4 separate regions of the Sus scrofa genome follow, and all the other regions are linked to region 2. The links are chromatin contacts, called in public HiChIP or PLAC-seq maps. All regions are on one chromosome and are shown on one strand. The core of a region is the stretch at or near the end of the contact, and the rest is flanking DNA. Distances in the headings are between cores, read along the strand shown.

The links. HiChIP or PLAC-seq counts read pairs in DNA pulled down with a chosen protein or histone mark.
Region 1: a contact with region 2 is called in an H3K27ac HiChIP or PLAC-seq map of alveolar macrophages. The contact joins two enhancer-like sites. A contact is called at or near these places in 2 of 47 Hi-C or Micro-C datasets (liver and skeletal muscle) and 2 of 2 datasets of contacts at active chromatin or transcription factors (alveolar macrophages and skeletal muscle).
Region 3: an H3K27ac HiChIP or PLAC-seq map of alveolar macrophages shows a contact between it and region 2. The contact joins two enhancer-like sites. A contact is called at or near these places in 1 of 47 Hi-C or Micro-C datasets (skeletal muscle) and 1 of 2 datasets of contacts at active chromatin or transcription factors (alveolar macrophages).
Region 4: an H3K27ac HiChIP or PLAC-seq map of alveolar macrophages shows a contact between it and region 2. The contact joins two enhancer-like sites. A contact is called at or near these places in 2 of 2 datasets of contacts at active chromatin or transcription factors (alveolar macrophages and skeletal muscle).

What each region holds. Positions count from the first base shown.
Region 1 is chr3:94,479,237-94,481,945 of Sscrofa11.1, forward strand. All of the region lies in intron 11 of PRKCE (protein kinase C epsilon type), which reads right to left. Among named protein-coding and RNA genes, the nearest start is that of EPAS1, 230 kb to the left of the region's middle. Within about 2 kb of position 1,340, at least 7 of the 83 cell types and tissues checked have an H3K27ac peak or open chromatin away from gene starts, as enhancers often do. A contact at or near this core is called in alveolar macrophages, where this site is marked.
Region 2 is chr3:94,234,316-94,237,251 of Sscrofa11.1, forward strand. All of the region lies in intron 1 of EPAS1 (endothelial PAS domain protein 1), which reads right to left. Among named protein-coding and RNA genes, the nearest start is that of EPAS1, 18 kb to the right of the region's middle. Within about 2 kb of position 1,601, at least 42 of the 83 cell types and tissues checked have an H3K27ac peak or open chromatin away from gene starts, as enhancers often do. A contact at or near this core is called in alveolar macrophages, where this site is marked.
Region 3 is chr3:94,397,912-94,400,853 of Sscrofa11.1, forward strand. The region is part of intron 12 of PRKCE (protein kinase C epsilon type); the gene reads right to left. Among named protein-coding and RNA genes, the nearest start is that of EPAS1, 150 kb to the left of the region's middle. Within about 2 kb of position 1,315, at least 2 of the 83 cell types and tissues checked have an H3K27ac peak or open chromatin away from gene starts, as enhancers often do. A contact at or near this core is called in alveolar macrophages, where this site is marked.
Region 4 is chr3:94,420,175-94,423,173 of Sscrofa11.1, forward strand. The region is part of intron 12 of PRKCE (protein kinase C epsilon type); the gene reads right to left. Among named protein-coding and RNA genes, the nearest start is that of EPAS1, 170 kb to the left of the region's middle. Within about 2 kb of position 1,732, at least 1 of the 83 cell types and tissues checked has an H3K27ac peak or open chromatin away from gene starts, as enhancers often do. A contact at or near this core is called in alveolar macrophages, where this site is marked.

The DNA.
Region 1 (2,709 bases), core at 90-2,589, 240 kb after region 2:
TTTTTTTACCCAATTCTTTCTAGGTTCACTCTAGAATTCTCAACCACAGCTTGGAAAACATAGAGGCAGATTCTGCCATTTCTCCAATCGTTAGTGATTTATAGTAAGCGGGGCCTCTCAGTGTGGGATTCTCACCACAGTCTGTGATTGTCCCTAGAAGCCCTAAATCAGTGCTTCTCAACCTGCCAGGGCCCCACCCACACGGATTTGGTTATAACCGAATAGGGAGTGAGGCCACTAGGGGGTATGTTTGTAAAGTAGCCCCTGTGATTCTAACCTGAAGCCAGAAGAGACAACACTGTTCAAAGGTATTCGAAGCGCACAGCCACCTGTCTGCCCTGCGATTACTCTCGTATGTAACTAAATTGCAGTCGAATTAAAGTTCACGCCTGGTATTTCCTGCTTCCCACCTGCCTTCTTTCCCATGGAAACCTCTCCCTGAAATGCCTGTAACTCCCTAGTCCTTCCAGATAAATCCTCATTCAGCTCAGTTCGTATTCCCTGGGCCACCACTGAAAGCCAGACTCTGTGTGAGGCTCAGATGCCCGAGACACAGGACCTGCCCTCAGGGAGCTTCCAGATGTGGTGAAGAAGTCAGACTTTCCTGAAATATCAGCCCAGATCAGATGTCCTAGCCTCAAGAGGTTAAAAAAATGGCCATCTTAGAAATGACACCAGCTTGTAAGCCTAAAAGCCCAGAAGCACAACCAATTCAAGTGGAAGATGAAGCAAGCTAGGCTCTGCCGTGGAGACCCATCAAGAACCCTAATGATAGGAGATGGTGGTTGGGACCCCAAACCTCTTCCTCTGATGTCAGCAGTGAACAGGAGCCACAGAGGGAACTATCAAGCAGAGACATAGGGTCTAATCAAGGCAGTCAGGACTGCCATCCTTAACTATTTCTTGAATCAATAATAAATAAGGAAAGAGATACTTTAAAGAGGAAAGCTGAACTAATCCAGAGATGCAACTTAGACCCTGGGAGCGAAGCTGGTATTATTTATCTATTGTTTAAAAAAAAATTTAACATGAACGAACCCATCGTACAGCCAAAGAAACATGATCAGTAGAGACAAAAGGGACAGCCTGGGTGGAGGTTTATTTGAGGAGGTCTTTCTTCCTACAGCCAGGTAAGCAGTCTGAGGAGGGCACGGGCATCATTTCCATGTCTGTGGGGATACGACTGGGACTCAGGGAAGAGTCCCTTGGGACGTCCTTCACATTACGCTTGGCTTCTATGTCGTGTCGCAAGCCCAGTGGCAGAATTTGGAGATGTCAGGCCTTCTGTTCATTTTTTTTTTTTTTAAATTCACTGTGACTCATAAGACTGTTGTTTATTTAGCAACAGTCTCTTGGAACATCAGCATGGGGACCTGAGGCTCTGCGGAGGCGAGGGCGAGGATGAAAAGGAAGCAGTGGCAGAGCTGAAAACTGGTTTCCAAGCTCCCTGGAACTGCTGCTCTCCAGAAGGGAAGGTGTAAGAGGCACGGAGAAACTGGTAGAAGGTGGGAGAGCAAGAAATGGCAAACTTGAAGAGAACAGTAATAAATATCCTAGCCTGGTATAAGACTTCACATTATTCATTCACTGAATCCTCAAAAGTAGCCTTATCAACTATTGTCATCTTCAACGTGAAGTTAGGCCGCTTAACCAAAATCACACAGCCAGCTAAAATGGAGATGGGATTGAAACCAAGGCGGTGACCTTACTACCACACTAAAATGCCTGTGAACAGCAGATAGGATGCCTGAGGAACTGGAAGAAAAAAATGGCACTTGAAAGACACTTTCTGAATCTGACCTAAAAGCCAGGAGCCATGCTGGCCTTGCAAATGTTGATGAGTAAGATCGAGGTCCCCAGACTTGAAGACATTGGCAGTTCCTGCAATGAAGAGGAGGAAAATTCAAAAAGGAAATCAGCATTTCAAAAGCAAATCAAAACAAACTGTCTATTTTTGTCAATCCAATGTTTGGAGTCGGTAGAGCTTTGTTTATCATTATAAAGCATGGCTAAGCCTGGAAGTTTGATGTAACAGAACAAGAATGTTACAGGGAATGATCTGGACAGAGCGTTGAGGGTGAGGGTATATGTTTGGAAGGGGGGAATGTTATCACTATGCCTTCATTTCATCTTTCCAGACATTTAACACCCTATCACCCAGGACCGAGACGAGTACTGGGGAACACTTGAGAGGCATCAGTATTTGTGAGCCGAAGCAGTTTTCCAGCCATTTCCAAAGCCGGTTCCCTTTAAGTTCCCACAAGGCTTGGGAGCTAACAGTAGTTTGAACTGTTGGCCTGCAAGGTATCCTGCCCATTGGTAAGTAAACATGCGGTGAGGACAAATGGTTTTTATACAGCTCTTCATTGTACAGTGATCCGATCAGGGGCAGCTTTTCTTTCCCCTAGTTTAGATTTCCTTTATTCAAATATCACACTAAAAATTCCCCATCCCACTTTGCCAAGACACAACATTCGCTCCCTCGTCTGGGAACTTCAGTAATTTGGCAATTGCTGCCAGTGTGTTTTTTCAAAAAGAATGTTAAATGCTATGTAGCCTCTTCCATTTTCTTTTCTCAAAACTGTACCAAGAGTATAATTGGCTTATAAAGAAGATAAATATAGAGGAAGGGCCCCCATCCAGCCAGTACCACACCCAACCGCCCTCCTTAACTTCCCAGCTGACACTAAACAGGAAAGAAAGAAGCTG
Region 2 (2,936 bases), core at 351-2,850:
CGCTAAATTCTGTTGCAAATTTTTATTTTAAACGATGCCTGAGAACTTTTAAATAAATGTGTTTAAGCTGACCAGTGACAGCAAGCTTTTCAACTTAGACGCAAAGTCTGAAACAGAGAGCTAGCTCTAGGAAACAAATTTTGTCTTGACTCAAAAGTAAACCTAACAAGCAATTTTGAACCACAAGCAATGAGCCCAGCCTCAGACTAAAAACTCTTGATTAAATCAAAAGACTAGCCAAGCCAGTTTAAAAAGGACTCAAAGGAAACAAGCAAATGCTGTCTAGCCACTGGGTTCCCGGTGGAACAACCGTAAACATATCCAGCTTTCAGGGATGGGACAGAAACATGGTAGCGACAGCATATTTATTTCAGCTAAAAAAATCTGGCTTTATCTTCCACCTGCTACAAATCTGAAGGGCACTATAGATGCACTCACGTTTTCCATATCATAAATACAAGACTGTGTAAAGAAGGAAGGGTGCCTTTTAAAAGGTACACACGGTGACAAAATTTCAAGAGGGTGATCCCCAATTAAGATTTAAAATGAAGCTTATTTGAATTCTTGGGCACAGGAAGACAGGACTGAAGAAAAACCCGTTCTTCTGAAAAACTTGTTCTTCTGGCTAGTGGCTCCTGGCTCAAAGCAGACACACACTGGGAGATGATCTTCCCCAAAGAGGACGCCCAGGCCGGCCCTGACCGCCCTCCTCTATGTCATCACGTGAATTACTCTGAGCCTCCAGAAAGGCCTACATGGGTGCAAAAGCTTTTCATCTGTACTTATTTCTGGGACACCAGAGCTACCGCATTGGTCAGGCGTAGGCAGAGATGCTGCTTTCCAAGTTCGAGAACATCTCTGGCCTGGTGAGAGCTTGTTTTCTGAAGTTGAACGGGAATGAATAGGAGTTGCATTATGATCATCTGTTAAGTGGAACTACACGCAGCTGTATTAAATCTATGTCTTGTTTAGAGCAAGAGAGAATACTGATAGGTCACTGTATAGAAAATGCATTTTTACGAGAGCACAGAGTAGGATTATAATCTGTAATTACATGTCCATATTTGCTGTACGGAAGAAAGTTATGTTCCCCAAAGTGTTAACAGTGGTTATCTCTGGATGGTGGAATTCTGGTGACTTTTATTTTTACTCGATGCCTTCCTATAGCATAACTTTTCACAGGGAACGTGTATACTTTCTACCATCAGAAGAAAACAACTACCCTAAACATAATTTTACGGGAGAGACAACTTATGGGGTCTGGGCTGTGTGTGTATGTGTGTTTGGGGGCGGTGTGTGTATGCACACATGTGCTTGCATCGTCTCCCTAACCACCCCTATGCTAAAATCTCCCTCCAAGCAATCTGGGGAGCACCGCCCTCCTCCCTGGGGGCCCAGGCACCCCTGGGTGACGTCTGCACATCCCTGCCCTCCCTCCACATCCTGCTCTCCGTCCAGCCGCGTCAGGGAGCTGCCCCCGCACCGGGGGCAGCCATTCAAGAAGCAAGGAAATATTATGCAAGAGCACAGGAAGTCAGAGGAGACAGGATTCTGGGCAGGCCTGGCAAGGAGTCTGTGTGAACTCCACTGAACAAGCGGACTTTGCTCAGCGGGGCCGCAGCCAGCAGAAAGCCTTCCCAGGGCAGCAAGGGAGAGCCGTCCACCTCAGGTCTCTGGCCAGTGGGCGGCCATCCAGAACTTGATGTACCTGATGTAACGCAGATAAACCCAAGTCCCAGTATTTCTACTTTTTTGGCTCAGGTTCAAGGTGACTCCCCAGCGCTCATGCACGGTGACTCACCTCTGATCCACACGGCTCTCCCCCTCCCCCCAAATATGACAGGACTCCATTCAGCAGTTCTTAAGCCTGTTCCTCTCAAGGCCACCAGCTTTCTAGTTCAGTCCTCTCGTTGGCCGTCTCAGATGGAAGGACTCAGTACTTTCAGCAAGTCTGTGTCCACGATGTCATGATGGGACAACCCTGGGGATGTTCATTCATATACACACCCATAAACAAACACACATGTGGATAGGGATGCCAGAAGTATGGCCCCTTCTTTTGCAGTAGCTGATGTTTTCCCAGTCCCAATCCAGCTAGCAGGACAGGGATTTACAGCAGCAGCCATCTGACAGATGTAGAAACTGAGGCTCAGAGGAAGAGCATGACAGCTGCAGCGTGATGCCATCAGAGTGGGGAGCCAGGCCTCCTGGTTAAAGGTGCTCGCACTCACCCCAGCAGCCCACCTTCTTCTTCCCTGGCATTGGGAGATGAGACACAGCTCCACCTGCTAACACAACTGCTCCCTTTGTGGACAGCGCTGGGCAGCACACATGTGTCCCACCTTAACCCACTTCCTCCTTAAAGGTGGTCCTGCTGTGGTCAGGGACGTGAGGGAAGCCCCTGCTCCCTGGCATCATGCCCTGCCGAGTAATGACTCCCAAGTCTCTGCCCTAATCCACTTCAACAGAACCTCCGCTTGGGGGAAATTACAGGGGAACTGGGGAGGCTTTCTCCAGACCCCCACCGATCACCTTTAACTTCCTTCCCTCAGCACCTGCACACAGGAGTCAGGACCAGGCTTCACTTCACAAGGGAACTGGAACCCTGGGAGGGATCTTTGAGCTTATCTGGTCTGGTTCCTACCTCCTCCCCTGTTTTAAAGATGGAGAAACAGAAGCCAAAGGCCACCAGGTGGCAAGTGGCGAGCACTCCTCTTTCCATTTCACCAGGCCACAGGAATTCCACTAGACATATAACAGGACATGTCCCAAGCAGAAGGGGCCTATATGTAAGTGGTGGGATAGACAGGACCAGGCAGAAAAGGAACTGAGGTCCCGGGACCCCTCTACTCTCCTCTGCCTCTGGCAGGAGCAGGCAGTGGATTGTGACATACGGAACCCGCCACATAGGGAACGACACCCACCCAGTCACTGCC
Region 3 (2,942 bases), core at 65-2,564, 160 kb after region 2:
GCTCAAACATGACCCTACGCCAGATAGGACGGCAAGCAAGAAGCCTAGGAGACTGCACCTCCTGCCTCTCCAGCAAAGAGAAAAGCACACTCTGCTTTCAGAGCCAAGACAATGCTCCAATGCAGTGTCGATACCTGACCATCCATGAGAATATTTCACTCTGGGCTGGTGTGCAGAGAAAGACTTCTCCAAGTCTTTTCATAGGAAACGTCTAATCATTTAGGAACAAACTCATAACGACCATTTTTTTTTTTTCCAAATGCCTTTTTTTTTTTTTTTTTTTTTGTATACCAGGCTTAGGGTTAAATCTTTTATATGCCATATCTCATCTAATCTCACAAAGAGCCTAGGATCTGGTAAGACAATTATTCTCCCCATTTTAAAGTGGAAGAAGAGGGTTCCCAGGGGTGACTGACCTGGCCCAGAACACATTGGTGGTGAGTGACAAAGTGGGTGCTACCTGACATCAACTCCCATGTTTGTAATCACTTTGCTATGTTGCTTGGGGAAGGAAAAAAAAAGCACTGTATCCACACGCTTGTCCTTTGGTAGGATCGCAAACATAGTTGTTGCTCTTGGAGTGGTAGTTGCTTTTCCACTGATAGCAACATAGTTATAAGATGTAACTGATAAGCTAGACACTACTGTTTTGACCAAAGAGATGACCCCTTGTCTGAAGAGAGCAGGCTCCCAGCTACTACCCCAGACAGCTGGAAACCTGAGGTGTAAAACAGCATGCCTGTTCACAGCCAAAATAAATAGCCTGGGGCTGTACCTGGCTCTTGGACTTGGAATCACTGCAGAATAATGTATCTGAGGGCATGATTCTCCAATTACTTTTTTTTTTTTAATCCGAGGTAATGAAAGCAAATTCTTATTCTGAATACTCATGGAGAATACCCTGACCTCCACTGATGGGAAACAGGTCTTGACCTGTGTCCCCAGGAAGTGGGATGAGCTGCCCTGACCATCATGACACTTACACCCAGTCCCCCTATTCCTCTCCAGTCCATCAGTCAACTGGCTCTCTGAAATGGCTCTGTGGGGTTCACTGCACAGCCCAGAACCAAGGACAATGGTGACCTCAAGACAACTGTGTCTCTCATCTTTACTTGTCCTCAAATACGAGATACTGTGGCTGGAGGAATTAATCCCCAAGGACCCTTCTCATCTCAGATCCTGGGAGGCCAAGGCAGCTGAAGCCCATGAAGCTTGAACTTGCAATCATGGCTGTTGCACACCAAATGCTTCCCTTTTACATGCTGGGGCAAACTTCTGCCAGGAGATGTGTTACACAATATATAAATCAGATGATGTTCTCCTCCTCCTTGCGTTTTTCAGTGGCGCCCCATGAACTTGCTTCCTTCCATGGCACAAGAGACCCTTTGTGGACTCTCTCATCACCAGCCTCGCCTTGTCATCTCCTCCCTTATCACATCCCCTCAAAATCCAGACCTGGGGTGGGTGGGTGGTTCCCAGATGTGTGGGACTGTCTCCTGCCTCGATGTCTCACACAGGCCCCCTGGGGTATGTGTCTTTCATACTGGCCCACTCCCCCAGCACCTGATGCAGCCTAGCTTTGCAATACCTGTTGGTCAAATGGATGAAAGAGTATAGAAGTGAATCTGTGGGTCATGGCCCTTGGCAGCCAAATGACCTTATTCTCAGATAACATAAGAACTACTAAAACATGTTATTATTAAGGACCCTGAGGGCCAGAACCATCAGAGGCAGCGGCAATCTAATGTTCTCTTGCATCTCCTAATCCCTTCTCTGGTTATACTCAGGAAGAACCCTCTGCCAACCAGCAACCCCCAAGGCAGTCAGAACAGCATCCAAGCACCTTACTCTGGCCCCAGGCTGACCCTCCACCCTCTCAGTTAGTGCCACCTTCCCCTCTGTCCAGCCGCAGGGGTGTCTGACGGTTCCTCAAGATCCCTGGGCACGTTCCTGCCTTGAGACCTTTGCCACATTGCTGTTCCCTCTCTCCGGAGAACAGACTCCTTGTCCCATTCCAATCCACTGCCTCCATCCCCTTTCCTCAAAGATGTCTCTTTCTCGGCCACCCTGTCTAAAGCACCCCACCATCCCACGGTAAAGGAAGGAGCAACACCTCCAACCCCTCCTTTAATCCCAGTCTCGTCAGTTATTTCCTTCGCAGCAATGATCACGATTTGCAATTATTGGCTTGTATATGTCCTTGAGTTTACAGTTTCCCTACCACGAACTCCATGAGAACTAACCTCTTTGTGTTCACACACAAGCCTGGTCCCCAGAGCTCTGCAAAGTGCCTGGCACCCAAGGTCTGCTCAGGGTCTGGATGGGAAAATAGGCAGCACCTGTATTAAGCCCCTTCTAATGACAGTCTAATTAATGGCATCATTGCAACTCCTAATACATCCTACTTGGCCCTGCGGCATAATGTTCCATGATATTTACTGACTTGCCACTTGGGGTCTGCCTTCGTGCTTGGCCTTGAGGATGCAAGAGAGGACACAGTCCCTGTCCTCAAGGATGGGTCTGGAGAGAGAGGTGGACCCATGTCCAGACTACGTGGGATGGTAAGTGTAAGTTCTATACCGGAGGGACAAACAGGACACTGCGACTGTCCTTAGAAGGCAAGGGCGGCTGATCTTGCCTTTTTTGGGCCCAGCGACTTGCAGTTCAAATCCAGCCAGCATTCTGTCAGCATAGAAGGGCCACTCCAGCTAAAGGACCAAGAGTAACCTTTCCGTGGGGTGGGCCTGGAGCCTGGCGTAAGTGGACCACGGAACCTTACGCAGGGCCCAGCATTCCTGGACCCCGCAGGCCAGAAAAACCGCTCCTCAAGCTCCTTTGTCAGCGTGAGCAGCTGCCAGAACTAGTAAGCGCAGGGCTTCCGTGTCCGGCCATACAAGGAGCCACGTGCTAGGAGAGTGGTCGGCGTCTTGAAGGTCACCCCG
Region 4 (2,999 bases), core at 482-2,981, 190 kb after region 2:
TAAGCTGTTGATGGACCCTTAGATCACTTCCATATCTTGACTACTGTAAGTAACGCTGCTGTGAACACTGAGGTCAATGTATCTCTTCGAATTACTCTTTTCATTTTCTTCCACCTGGTTTCCGCTAAGGACAGATGCGGGTAGGAGGTGGGGAGAACACCAGCAGAATCTTCCAGCCTTCTTATTTCATAAATGTTCTAAGGGGTCAACAGCACTGGGTCACTAGATGCTCACTCATCTCCTTTCACCTTATCTTATTTTTATCATCATCTTCTTTTCTTTGAAACTAGGATGAAGGCATCTGGGACACCGTTACCAAACTGCTTATCACCTTGGACATTTTAGATTAGAATCCGACTGTGGGTTGTAGTTGCCGAGCAGTTCACTGCCACGAGAGCACACTGCTCTCTGAGAAGTCCTAAAAGGCAGCTCTCATTGGACATTCTCCATCTGCAGAAACGTGCCCACCTGCCAAACAGGGATATCCTCCCTGAAGCAGGCTTACCTCCTACATAGCCCTGCGCTAGGCACCTTGGAGGATCCGAGGGGAGGACAGATCATGTTCCTGGACCTCCAAGGCTAATGATTTAATTGGGGAGACAAAACTAACAGGCGTGAACCATTTCGGGACCAAGCAAGGAGTACACCCTACTCACATTCTGAAATCCCATAAGCCGCCAGGTGGATGAAGGCTCACTCATTCACCTTTTGGGGAAAATCTCACCCTGATTCTCCTGCCCCTGTTACTATTATACAGCAAGTTCTCTCTCTGTGTAACTTTAGGCCTTTGGTTCCTAATAGTAAGGAATTTTATTTGCCTTATGTTGAAAAGACAAACAAAGATGAAGACTTACATACAAAGATAAAAGAAAAGAAGGCAAACAATGGGAAAACGCTCTCTGAGATGGACTCCCCAGGGTACCCTCTATGATGGGGTGCTAATTACAGAGGGGCAAAGGAGCCTGTGTCTGATTCCAAGTTGGCTCTAAATATAGTTCTGTATCTTGCTTCCATCGAAAACACTGATTTATAATTCAGACAAACACATGAACAGATCTTGGGAGCTTTGAAGTCAGTGCTAAAGCACATATAGATAGCTCCCAAATCTGGCCTCATGCATGCAAGGCTATACCTCCCATTGATGGTCAAATGTAGGTAAACAAAGGCGCCTTCGCTAATAAAGGATGCCCACTGGGGAATTCCATGGCATCTGCAGAAAGGTGGCATTTCTGGATTCCTTACACCCCTCAGCTTCTTCTTCCAGCCATGTGCTCAGGGCCTCAGGTCTCTAAACAAGACACACTGGTGGCCATTTCTCACCAGGAGTTGGGATCTAATGAGGTGTGCATTTCTTATGTGACAACTAAGTTAGGTGTTCAGACTCTCATCAACAGCACACACCTCCACTACACCTCATAGGAACCTGGCAAGGATGGGAAGCAGAGGCTGGGAACAGGATTGTTTGAGAAAGTGTACAAGGTTGGGGGTGAAAGTCCAAGGTAACTAGCTGAGCTTGAAAACTTTATTCTGCTTTGGGCAGTTGACAACTTGTGAAATAATACTGCTCTGATCCTTAAGGCAGACACAGAAATTTCCTTTAGACAGAACTAGCTTTTCCCATATTTAGTTTGATGCTGTCCAACATACCCACCACCACTGTAAAACAGAGCCAAGCACTATGGGATTCTTCTGTGCAGGCACTTCTCCTGCCCATCTGGGTCCAAAGGCCCAGCTTGGTATTGTTCAGATATTACAAATATGTCTGGGGAGTGAAGACAGAGGCAGTGATTCATTCTCATTAAATAAGAACTGCAAATTCAGGAAACAAAAATACAAGAGAAAAATAAGGAAGTAAAGGAAAATGAATAACTAGCATTACCTAGAATATTGCTGAGGAGAAAACTGCAGAGATGAAGCACAATCACCTGCCTGGGATCCCCACTACAGCAGGACCAAAGAATATGCAGCTGGTGTTCCATCAGGATCTATTGTTTTATGATGGATGTGAGAAGGGTGGCTACCATCACGTTGTCCCTGATGCCTGCACCAGTCAGGAATCCCTTTTTGCCCTAGAGATGACCTTCCCCAGGGCTGAGAGGGAACTCCCTATGTGAAGCATGCTAGGAAGTAGCCCTGCCTCCTTTCCCCACTGCCAAATCTACCTGAAGAGATTTGTTCTTATGATTCAAGACATCTCCTCTGCTAATGTTTAAATCCTTCTACACACCCATTAAGTCTTGCCTAGAGTTTCCAGCTCAAAAAGGTATACTGAGGCACAGTAAGCATCTTATTTAGAAAGAGAGATGCGATGACAATTGATAATAATAATAGTCATGATGTGGGCACCTGCTGGGTCCTTACCATCTTCTTCAAGGAAGGTAGTAATATAAACATTTTGTAGGTAAGGACACTGGGACTTAGAGAGGTTAAGAAATTTCTCATCTCTAAGTGTGTCATTGGTAATGAGGTTAAGAAATTCCTTGTCTGTAATCCCAGATGAGTCTGGGATTCAAGTATGGGGCTGTCTGACTTCAGAGTTCTATGATTAACTGTGGACTGCAGATCAAACAGGCCAAGTGAGCCTATTTGCATAAGTGACCACATATACAAAAAAAAAAAAAAAAAAAAACCTCAGCCCATAACCATATGTCTGTCTATTTAGGGCAATTATTCTCAGCTGAGATGCAGTGATGGAAGTGGGGTGTCCAGGTCAGCTGTGAGGTCTATGAAGTAATTCAGTAGGACCAATACAGTAATTATGGAAATGGTTAATATCTAGTGCTCACCACCACACCAAATACCTTGTGAAGTGCTTTGATGCATGGCCCTAGGTAAGCCCAACAAACTCCTTATGAAGGGGGTATTATGACCATGGTTCATAAGTCCTAGAACATCTTTCCTTTTCTTTATGTTAACAATTTTGAAGTTAAGATGCACCTTACAATTGGCAATTTTTCTTTTTAGTAAAAAAGCAACAAAAAGGGTGGGGGAGGAAAAGA